4 separate regions of the Mus musculus genome follow, and all the other regions are linked to region 2. A link is a contact called in public promoter capture Hi-C and targeted proximity ligation data. All regions are on one chromosome and are shown on one strand. The core of a region is the stretch at or near the end of the contact, and the rest is flanking DNA. Distances in the headings are between cores, read along the strand shown.

Region 1 (2,847 bases), core at 106-2,605, 620 kb after region 2:
AAAACGAAAATGGGTTCAGTCTTGCCAAAGCTATAAGTAGCCTTGAAGGTTAGTTAAATGGGAAATGGCACCAAATGTCCATGGTCCAATCCCTAGCTCCAAGACAGAACTCACTTCTTTTTCAGGTCCAGAAAATGATGGTGCCCCCTATAGGTGAGGGTGAAGTTGCAACCTCCCTTTGGTTTTCTGGACCAAGCTTGTCTGTCTGCTCTCCACACTACTCTCAGACAACCCAGCCTTTTGGTATTGGCTCTCCATGAGATTGTCAACTTCTCTCCCAGACTCCAGATCCTCCTGGAGGCCTAGTCAGGTGTCTTCCCAGCTCGCTGTTCTGGTCACTGTGTCCAGAACAGGTGCCCCGCCGCCCCCTCCTGAAGGGCAACACCCAGCCTCTCCTAATACCCGACTTATCTTCCTGCCAGACTGCGCGGGCAGGGAGGGGACCTGTCCCTTGTTCCCGGAAGATCGCCCACGCCTGGCACTGTGCCGAGAGCCTGGGTGAGAGCGTCATAAATATCTCCTGAATGATTCATTCATTCCTTGGAAGAGAAAGTATGACCCTTAAGAGGTTAAAAAAGAAAGTCAGGTGTGGTGGCACATGCCTTTAGTCCCAGCAATTGGGAGACAGAGGCTGATATCTCTGTGAGTTCGAGCAAGGCCAGCCTGATCTACTTAGTGATTTCCAGGACAGCTAGGGCTATAAAGTGATTCATTCTCCCATTCTCCCTCTCTCTCTCTCTAAAAAAAAAAAAAAAAAAAAAAAAAAAAAAAAAAAAAAAAAGACTTTGAAGTCATTTGGCCTTCATATCCACCCTGGGCCTTATCTCAAAAAAAATAAATAAATAAATGGAGTGGCCGCCGATGAGGTCATTGCAGAGATTACAAAAGATGATGTCGGTAAGTGACCTGGACTGGTATAGCGTACAATCACAACTCAATCATGGAAGGAAATATCAGCCATTCAGAGAAGGGAATACTGCTGGCTGCGCTGCTCGCTGGTCTGATTTTGTGAGTGTGTGTGTGTGTGTGTGACTCTCTTGAGTCCGTTTTACAGATAAAGAAACTGAGGCCTAGAAGGAGAACAACATAAAGGGAGTGGGGTGCGCCCCTGGTGAGCACAGGGTTCCCTACCCAACACATCCACAAGCCTGCGATCCCAGGGTCCAACTTGGCTGCCCCCCCCCCCCCCAGGACCCTCACGCGCTTGGGGATCTCCGACTAGATCCTCGCAGCGCTGCTCTGCTCCTTGGAGTAGAGAGAGCGCTCGGGGTTGTCACTTTAAATTCAAGAAGGAGCAGGCGAGCGGGCGGGCGAGCGCGAGGGAGCGCGCGGCGGGCTCCTGGGAGCGTGCCCGGACTGCGGCGCTGCTCCATTCGGCCGCCGGGCCCCGCGGAGCCCCCATCGGTGAGGCGAGGCTCCAGCAGGAGACGAGCGCCCCGCTACACTGCAGGGGTGGCGTAGCAGCGGGCGGCCGAGCGCCTGTGAGAGCCAACTGCGGGAGGCCAGCGTGGGAGCAGAGATAGAACCAGGAGTCGGACCCGCGTCCCCTCCGCGGAACCCCGGGTGAGTAGGCACCCTGGCCCCCACACAGAGCGCGGCAGGCACAAGCGCCCTGGGCATGGACGGGCGGACGCACTCAGTCCCTCTTCTTAAGCCCGAAACCCGGGGCCCCTCACACTCCGTACGTCTGCACCCCCGCGCTGCGCTGGCACACCAACGCGGGGCACAGAGCACGCCCGGCGCCCTTCCCCGGCCCAGCCACTCCGCGCACTGCGCATCGCCTGGCGCCAGCTCGCCCGGCCCCCATGTGCACACACGCGGTTCACCCGGCTGTTTACACACCTCCCCTGAGCTCGCACACCGCACACACCCCTCACCTTCACACTCAACACCTTGGCTGTCCTAACTGCCCCTGACCTTACATCCCGTTGGGGGTCCCTGGCCAGTGCCCCCTCCCAAAATTCCAGTGTGGTGTGAGGGTATGAGGATCTGCATCGTAGGGGGCGCGTCGCATCTCTTCTCCAGGAGGCCTACGGGAAGAACCTAAGGGTTCCTTGAGCTTCACTCGAAGCTGTGTATAGACGGGAGCTGAACATGGGGGCAGTAAACGGCATTGTAGGTGAAGGAGCCCTGAGCCTTTCTCTTTGGTGGGCATGGTGCTGCTAAAAGACTGTCTCGCCTTACAGTTGATGGGGACAAATCCGTTGAGAAGAACCTGGGAAACAAGCACCTGAGCTGTTTAGCCAGGGTGCAGAGTTTGCAGAGCCTCAGAAGTAGTCCTTATTAGAAACTAAGAAAGGCAAGGGAAGGAAACCCACCTAGGTGTTAACAATGCACCCAGTAAGGCCAGGACAATTACAATTATACACTCACCTCACCCCACCCCACCCCCAATCCCAACCCCAACCCCCATTTCCAGTCCTCTCTGAGCAATGTGAAATCTTTCTCAAGCAGCCCAGAAGAGTGGGACCTCCCAGCCTGGGGTCCAAACCTGGCTTCATCCTACTAAGTGCTTGCTAGTGACTTGGATGGGGCAAGTCACTTTTCACACCTTGAAGGGCTGGAGTCTCAGCTGCTAGGCCACCCCTCCCTACATTTCCAGGGCTGACAGGGAACCCTGGACTCTCTGGGGGCATTTCCTGAGCACAAGGCAAGTCCCCCCTGATACTATGCTGGCACATAGTAGGTGCCCAGTGTCAGCTGTCACCCACCCCCAGCCAGTCTGCACTGTGGTTCCTGCGGGTGTCTGGGGGATGGCACCAGGATGTGGTTATCCATCCGGAAAGTGTTGTGGGGGAGAGATGCTCTTACTCACTTGCAAAGCTTTGTCAAGCCTAAAGGTCCCTG
Region 2 (2,708 bases), core at 115-2,614:
CCATCGCTCCCACACAGCTTGAGCCGTCCAGCTGCGGTTAGGTCTTGAGCACATCTAGGGTAGGTGGGCGGATGGCTGCGGGGCCTGTGTCTCAAGCCGGGAGGGAGCCTGCTCCTGCCTCCCCCTGCCCTGCCTGAGCCAGGCCCATGTGCTGCCTGCCCACCGAGCCCCTTTGTCCCTGAGGAAAGCGGAGGCGGAAGGCCCACCTTGCCAAAGGCCGGGCACCAGCCTTAACCCTCACTCTGCCAGCACCACCTCCCTTTTCCGAGGCAGCACATCTGGCTTGTTCTTCCTCCATTCCTCAGAGCCTGACAGGGCCAGACCTGCTTCTCTGGGGAATGTGGGTGCAGCTTGGGGTTGTGGGGCTCTTCCCCCTCCCAACTCAGAATCCTGGCCCCCACCCTCTGGCACAGCTTCCTGTAGAAAACCTTTGGTCTTTACCTAAGAAGCCATGTCCTTTGTGCTGTCTCTTGCCAGTCTCACCCTACAACCTGTCCTCCCCCTCCAGTGTGTATTTAAGTCCCTGGGCTGCCCCTCTGGGAGGGAGCCTCTTCTCCCAGGTTCCCCTCTGATGTCACATCAGGCATCTTGCAAGGAAAAGCCACTTGGGGGAAGATGGAAAAGGATGAAAAAATAAATTTCCACTGGCCCTTGGATAAGCCAAGGGTTTTTGCAAGGAAGCGGTGGTGACTGAGTGTGGTCTATGGTCAGAGTCAGCTTTGAGTTGCTGGGTGGAACTGGAGTCCAGAGTTTGGTGTGATGCATGGGGGGTCCTGGCTTGGACTGTATCTTAAGCTTGCTGGTAAAAGCCCTTGACCCACATACTGGGGCTGGGAAAGCCTGCTGTGCGGCTATGGGATGTCCCCAAGGGCCCAGCATGAATCTGTCAGAGGGAGGCTGGCAGGAGGCCGTCAGGTGAGCCACCAACATCCACTGGGACAGGCGTTCAAGGCATGAAGTTAGAAGCAAGGAGCAGGCGTTGGTCCCCCTGCATTTAGTCTTCCCCTCCTCCAGTCCCCGACTTTAGTCCCCTCTTGTGGCTTGAAGCCAGATGCCAGCTATCCTGAGCTTTGACAAGCGCTGCTTTACATTAGGACCTCAGTTGTATCCCCCTGAGCCAGCACTCTGTGGAGACGGGAGTACAGAATGTGGCTATAGTGGGCTTAGTTGTCCGAAAGTTGTACCAGGAACGGGCTTCCAGGTCTGCATGTTCTGGAGGTGCACAAACACTGGGCTCATTGGGGTGAGTGGCTGTGCTGGGCTGATGAGGCTGGCGGAGGGGCGCTCTGAGTCTCAGCCCCGCCCGAGGCCGCTGCACGGCGGCCCCGCCCCCGGCTCCGCCCCGCCGGCTTCGCGGGCTGGAGAGCGAGGGAGCCGCGGGCGAGGGATCGCAGGATGAGCGATCGGGGCCCGGGCAGCCGGCAGCGGACGCGCCCCCCGAGCCCCACGGCCCGCGCCCCGCGTCCCCCACGGCCTCGTGGCCCTGGTCCCGGACGCGCTGTCCGTGTCCCTAGAGTCCGGTGGGCCATGCCCGTCCGGCCCTAAGTGTGGGCCGGGGGGCGTCCCCTTGCGCCCAGACCCCGCGCTGGCGCCCCCCGGGCCACCGCCCGGCGCGGGGGCCATGGCGTTCACCTTCGCAGCATTCTGCTACATGCTCACCCTGGTGCTGTGCGCCTCCCTCATCTTCTTTGTCATCTGGCACGTAAGACTGGGCTTGGACTGGGGGCGGGGTGGGGGGCAAGTGGGCTTATGGAGCAGGAGGGGGCTGGGGCTGATGGTATCAGTGCTCCGGGGAAACTTGAAAGGTCTTTTCCACTAGCCCCCATGGTTTCTGTTCGCACCCCCCAACACCCCCTTGTCGTTGGCTTCCTTCCCCCGGGGCAGCCCCCCCCTTCCTTCACCGCCCCCGCCTGTCTGTGGGTATGTCAGTAGGTCCTGACCCTCTCCTTGCTTCATCCAGTCATTGGGCAGGGGCGGAATTCTTGATCCTTCTATATTCTCATCCATCCACCCCCGTCTGTCCATCGGGCAGTTTGTCTGTGTGCCCCCCCAGCCCCCCCGCTGAACCCCTCTCCTTTGTGGGTTTTTCCAACCAGAATGATGGAGATGGTTGCTATGGCAACTGCATCTGTTTACAAGACCCGCATATCTTAGAACCCATTAACCCTGTCCCCTCCTGGACCCCTCTGACCCAAGTGGGATAGGTTCGAAGCAGCTCAAGAAACCTAGCTCCCACCTGGTCTCACTCTGACTCTCCAGCTTCCTTCTGATTCCTTCACATACGTGCCTTTTGTCTTTCATGTCCCTCACTCCTGGTCTGCCCTCACCCTGGCCTAGCCTCACACCTCACTCTTCAGAATGTCTCTTGTCTCATCTCAAATGGTTTCCCATTGGAGAGGGTTCTTGTACCTAGTTCTCTCCTGGGCTTTCCCAAGGGCCTCCTCTACCTGGTTCTTTCTCCTCTCTAGAACTGTGAGCCTCTGGCTTACTGTTGAGGTCTCTGCCGGCTCCTTCCAGCTGCCCCTCCTCCAATGCACTCAAACGGGTCCCATACAGGCCTGTCTCTCTGTTGTAGCTACTAGCATGCACATCTCCTGGTCTAATCCTCTTTTAAGTGTTCTCTTATCTGACTGCATCCAGCGTGCCTCCGTCCCCTCTTGCTTTACCTTTCTTGCTCTCCATTTCTTGTGTCTTTCTGGGACTTGCTG
Region 3 (2,700 bases), core at 121-2,620, 570 kb before region 2:
CCCTTGCTGGAGCATCAGTACTGAGGAGTCAGCCTGGCCTCTGCTGGATCGCATCCCGGGACTCAGTAACTCGGACTCTGCTGGACTACAGAACTGATTGGCTTTGGCTCTGGTGTCTGCACCCTGATATCTGGCTACTTCAGTGTCACAACTCAGTGACCTAGACTTCTCTCCCTGATCCGTGGCCTGGATCCCAAACTGAGGCAGCAGCCTCCTAGCCAGGCCCTAAGAGCCAAACCCATGGGCTGGTCCCTCATTGGAGCCCATGGCCAGGACTGACTTTGCCTCTGGGGCCTGCACTGCCCCCAAGGCTGGCCTCCTTAGCCTGGACCTGGGGCCCGATATGTGGCAAGGGTGGGTTCATTCGTTCTTTTGTCATTTTTCTTTCTTTTTTTTTCTGTGCTTCAGAGACACCAAATTAATAACACTATTTTTGATTTTGGTTGGCAGTTTTATTTTCTGTGGGACGAGGTGAGGTTGGTAGAGGTGCCGGAGGCAGGGAGGCTGAAGTCAGAAGAGTGTGAGGGATAAGGGGTCAGACTGCTGGGCTCCAGGCAGACATGAGGTGGGATGGGCTGCCTTCCTCACCTGCCTCTGCCTTTCTTTTTTTTTTTTTTTTTTTAATGGTTTAAGAGCTTTATTATAGAAATGCAGGGGGGAAGAGAAAAGGTAGAGAGAGAGAGTGTGTGGGGACGGGGAAGGCTAGAGAAGAAGAAAGAGAAAGGAGAGAAAAGACAAAGGGAAGAGGAGAAAGAAGTGAGAGGATAAAGGAGAGAGCTGAGCCTCTGCTTTTCAAGCAGTCCTCTATGCCCAGGTGGCTCACACATCCATCAGCCTTGATCTTGATCAAAGACTGCTCAACCTCATTTGTTCCAAGCTTAAAGAAAATAACAGGTGAATAGAAAGGATTCTATTTCGTTTTTGAGACAGGGGCTTACTATGTACTCCCTATGTACATCAGGCTGGCCTTGACCTCAGATCCACCTGCCTCTGCCTTCAGAGTGCTGGATTTAATGGTGTTCGCCATTGCATAAATGGTAGCCTGTGTAGATCAGTTATCTAGCTTGGCCCAGCCCTTAAAGAGTGAAATAGTTTCTGGCCCTAATACCTGCTGTCTGCTGAGCCACAGCAGGACACTAAGTGGCCTCTAGCGCTCCAATTGGTCTGGAAGGCAGGTACATTTGTTCCCATTTCTCGGTGAAGTCACTGACTGGGCTAGGACCGGGAGTTAAAAGAGCAGCTGAAGGCTGGGACAGAGAACTTCAGGCTGTCCGGGGCTGCCTAGGTTCCTGTCGGAGGTCCCCACCCACTGTGCTTCCCGCCTTAGACAGCTCCCGGGTAGTCCCGCCCCTCCACTACGTACCGCCTCCATCCTGGCCCCGCCCCCAGGCGGAGCGGAGGCGCCGGGAGCGGTGTGAGCAGGCAGCGGGACCTTGGTGCGGAAGGCAGCGGTGGCCAGCTTGAGCCCGAGAGGTACTGGCGGGATCAGGGATCGGGAGGCACCAGGTTCGGGCTGGATACCCAACAAAGTAGCCTGGACGTGAACCCTTGTAGTGTGGGGAGGAACGGGACTATTGGCTGCTTTCGCTACACGTACCCCACCCAACCTCCTGCCCCAGTCCAGCCCCGAGTCAGCACGTCCAGTGTTCTGTCTCCTGCTGGCAGCTCCCACTCCCTCCTCTGCATGAGCAGATTCAGAGCTCCACTGAGTGGATTCATTGGTTCTGGACTTTTCTCAGCAATGCTGGCAGCTGCTCCTGCTGCTGAGTGTGTGGGGCTCCCCCTATTCTGGGGCTCCCCTTTTCCCAGTGTGACCTCTTTCCCAGCCTTTGCAATCCTGAGTCTGGCCTGGGAGGAAACATCTGCAGCACTCCCTGGCAACAGAAATAGGGTCACGACCTCCAGATGTGCTGGGAAGCATCCAGCGCCTCCTCCTGGGGCAGCCAGGCCTTCCGGATCTGTGGGGGCGGGGCACCCCCCTTTTCCCCCCTCAGTGACACAGGCTGCAAGGAATGTCCTGGCCTCAATGGACCTTGTGTGAAGATGAGGGGTGGGGGGCAGAGCCCAAGTACACCCCTTAAGGCAGGGCCAGAACAAGAGGGAGCTCCTGGACTGGGCTGCACACATTCCCAGGGCTCCTCCCGGCACTGCGGCCTCAGTCTGTGCCCACAGCTTGGTCTATGGACCTGGGGCCTGCACAGTTCACACACGGACATAGTTGGCTTCACCTTTCAGTTTCCAAGGAGTCTTCAAAGAACTCATGAAGTGCAGCATCAGAGCTTATCCTAGAAGACAGACAGACAGACAGGAAGACCCTGAGGAGGTCTGCTCTTGTTTGGTTCTGGAGACCCAGCTGAGGGGCACCGTGGAGCTGCTCCCTGTCCCCTCCCAGCCTGGCCCCCTTGATGCCACTGGATGATGCAAAAAAAAGTACTAATGGAGGCCTGCCCCTGCCCCAGCTGTTGGCTCCATTCCTAGCTCACGCCGAGGTAGGCTCGGCCTTCTCACACCTTTTGCACCTGCCTAGTGTAGCTTCACCACATTTCCGCACTTAGTAGGTCCCTGGGGCCTTGGGTGTTTCAGCCTTACATCCTGTGAGACCTTGAGCCTCTCCCGTCTCCCCTCACAAGGCTGCCTTACTCCTACGCACACGGGCAGAGTAGGCAGGTGCAGCTCTGACAAGTCCAGAAGCAGCAGTTC
Region 4 (2,718 bases), core at 66-2,565, 980 kb after region 2:
CTTAATTTGTGTGTGTGTGTATGCTAGAGAAAGAACCCAGGACCTCTCAAATGCTAGGCAAATGTTCCAACACTGAGCTACACTCTCAGTCCCTAGCTTAACATTTTATTTATTATTATTGTTGTTGTTATTGTTGTTATCATTAGTTTTTCAAGACAGGGTTTCTCTTGCTGTCTTGGAACTCCCTCTGTAGGCCAATCTGAACTTGAACTCAGAGATCCACCTGCCTTTGCCTCCCAAGTGCTGGGGTTAAAGGCGTGTACCACAACAACCTGGATAATATGTTATTATTTTTATCTATCTACATCTTTCATGCTCTGGTGTATACTTATCAGCCATATCGGTCAGCTTTCCTTCTGTTGTACTTTCTGCAAGATGAGTACAGCAGACTACTTAGCTCGCCTGTAAGCTCTCTGTGTTGATAGAAAACAAACCCAAGCATGTTTCCTCTTCCCTTCAGAAAGTCCCCTCTCTGAGGACTTTTTTTTTTTAAGATTTATTTATTTATTTATTATATAAGTACACTGTAGCTATCTTCAGACACACCAGAAGTGGGCATCAGATCTCATTACAGATGGTTGTGAGCCACCATGTGGTTGCTGGGATTTGAACTCATGATCTCTGGAAGAGCAGTCAGTGCCCTTAACTGCTGAGCCATCTCTCCAGCCCCTCAAGACTTTTTGCTGGAAAGTGAAGCAGTCAGAGTATGTGACTTGGGGCTCAGGGGAAAGAAAATAATCTTCCTGGTTATGATATAAGGGATGAAGACACTACAGAGAAGTATGTGTCACCACACCGGGTTTCCTTCCTTTTTTTTCTTAAGACAAGTGAATCTAGAGTCCAGAATCTAGATGTTATAACTTATGCTAAAGTATGCAAAATAAAAGGGCCAAAGGGGCCGGGCGGTGGTGGCGCACGCCTTTAATCCCAGCACTTGGGAGGCAGAGGCAGGCGGATTTCTGAGTTTGAGGCCAGCCTGGTCTACAAAGTGAGTTCCAGGACAGCCAGGGCTACACAGAGAAACCCTGCCTCTAAAAAACAAAACAAAGCAAAACAAAAAAGGCCCAAAGGGAATACACAGGTGAAGCGGTGTTTTTCGTTTTTCATTTTTCTAACTGAAGTGCCGATAATAGGGCATCTACAACTTAAATGGAGTGGCACACAGCTAGGAGAGCTGCAACCCCTATAAAGCCAACTAAGCACAACTGGCAGGGGAGGGACAACCAAAGGCCCGCCCCTAAGCAGGCTCAGGCTCCGCCCCCAGTGCCGCGTTAAAGCCGTAGCATTAGGAACCAATCACGGCTCTTTTCTTCATTCCCTCCCTTTTTTGGCTTCTGCCCTCAGTCAAAATGGCGCTTGCTCAGAAGCTGCCGAGGCGCTAGGAGTTGCCGAAACAGGTCCGGAAGCTACCGAGCGAGTCCGGAAGTTGCCGAAAGGGAGCAGCGGGGAAGGAGGATGGCGGATCTCATCGCAAGACTTCGAGAGGACGGGATCCAAAAGCGTGTGATACAGGAGGGCCGAGGAGAGTTGCCGGACTTTCAGGATGGCACTAAGGTTTGTGTCCATCCTCTCCCCACTTTCCCAGCGTCTCTTCTGAAGCGCGGTGCGCATGCGAGGCGGGAGGAGGCCGTAGGTGAGAGGTTGCGCATGCCCAGAGAGCAGCTGCCAGTCAGGCTACCTCTCACATGCCGAGCTCGACGCTGATTGGTCTGGATTTAAGTGGGAGTTAATTCAGATATGTCTACTCCGCCCCTTGGCTTTGCTTTAGGACTGCATTGGACAGGGGTGGGTGTCAGTCATCTCAAAATGGTTTGGTGTGGGTGTGACCTCAGTGCTGATACCCGTACCTGAAGGTTCAAAGCTCATGCAGTTTTGAGTAAAGGGGCCTTCTGAAACCATCTAGGACAATTCTCATTGTTTACATAGGGAAACTGAGGTCCTGGAACTAAAAAAAACACAGAGTCCCAGAGATCCAGTTTTCCAGACCAAACTCCTATGTCAGCGTTCTGATAGATGGTAGCATTGCTTTTATATCTGGGCACCAAGTTCAGGTGCCCCTCCCTAAGGCACTCCATACCTCTAGGTTCCCCTGCTTTGTTGCTGTAGATCTCTAATCACAGTTGTGGAGCTGATACCAGTGAAGCCAAAAGCAAGAATTCTGTGAATGAATGTATGCCCTCTGGCCAGTGGTGTTAAGCCAGCAGGCAGAGAGTCTAGTCTGATGTGGTGAGGGGTAAATGCTGAGAGCAGAGGGCAGGCATGTGGTGGTAGTGATCAGCTGTGCTTGAAAAGGGGATCTACAAGCTGGGCCTGGTGGCCCATGCCTACAGTCTCAGCCGCTGGTGAAGCTGGGCTACAGCATGAGTTCAAGGCCAGCTCAGGACACTCAATGAGACCCTGTCTTAAAATTAGAGAGATGGAGATAGAGAACAGGCTTTGGAAGGAGCCTGGCAAGAGGGATGCTAGATGGAAAAGCTTAGGATAAACTAATATAAGACTAATCTGTGAGCAGGGGCACGTGGTAAATAGAAGCAGGCAGGATTAAACAATCACTGGGGCTCAGGAGGGGGGACCGTCTTCTGCTGGTGAGGTGGCTTAGTGGATAGAGTGCTTGCTGCCAACCTGATGGCCTGGGTCAGATCCCCAGGACCCAGATGGTAGAAGGAGAGAAGTGACTTCTGCAGGTTGTCCTCTGACCTCATACAAGCATGATGTCAC

Evidence for each region. Promoter capture Hi-C pulls out the DNA fragments that hold promoters and counts their contacts.
Region 1: a targeted proximity ligation map of pancreatic cancer cells shows a contact between it and region 2. A contact is called at or near these places in 1 of 39 promoter capture datasets (the SN4741 cell line) and 4 of 130 datasets of targeted methods (bone marrow-derived macrophages, craniofacial prominence, kidney and 1 more).
Region 3: a contact with region 2 is called in a promoter capture Hi-C map of the SN4741 cell line, with 3 times the contacts expected there. A contact is called at or near these places in 8 of 39 promoter capture datasets (the SN4741 cell line, hippocampal neurons, liver and 4 more) and 1 of 130 datasets of targeted methods (pancreatic cancer cells).
Region 4: a contact with region 2 is called in a promoter capture Hi-C map of fetal liver, with 2.8 times the contacts expected there. A contact is called at or near these places in 4 of 39 promoter capture datasets (fetal liver, liver, maxillary cranial neural crest and 1 more) and 1 of 130 datasets of targeted methods (pancreatic cancer cells).

What each region holds. Positions count from the first base shown.
Region 1 is chr19:4,475,651-4,478,497 of GRCm38.p6, reverse strand. It overlaps Syt12 (synaptotagmin XII), which reads left to right and starts at 1,355. Exons shown (of 8, transcript NM_134164.5): 1 at 1,355-1,563.
Region 2 is chr19:5,097,177-5,099,884 of GRCm38.p6, reverse strand. It overlaps Cnih2 (cornichon family AMPA receptor auxiliary protein 2), which reads left to right and starts at 1,364. Exons shown (of 6, transcript NM_009920.4): 1 at 1,364-1,702. The coding sequence starts at 1,622. Rab1b (RAB1B, member RAS oncogene family) reads left to right here. Exons shown (of 6, transcript NM_029576.3): 6 at 1-678.
Region 3 is chr19:5,662,377-5,665,076 of GRCm38.p6, reverse strand. Sipa1 (signal-induced proliferation associated gene 1) reads left to right here and starts at 1,370. Exons shown (of 17, transcript NM_001164480.1): 1 at 1,370-1,473. It overlaps Pcnx3 (pecanex homolog 3), which reads left to right. Exons shown (of 35, transcript NM_144868.3): 35 at 1-442. The coding sequence ends at 24.
Region 4 is chr19:4,120,172-4,122,889 of GRCm38.p6, reverse strand. Aip (aryl-hydrocarbon receptor-interacting protein) reads left to right here and starts at 1,315. Exons shown (of 6, transcript NM_001276284.1): 1 at 1,315-1,554. The coding sequence starts at 1,456.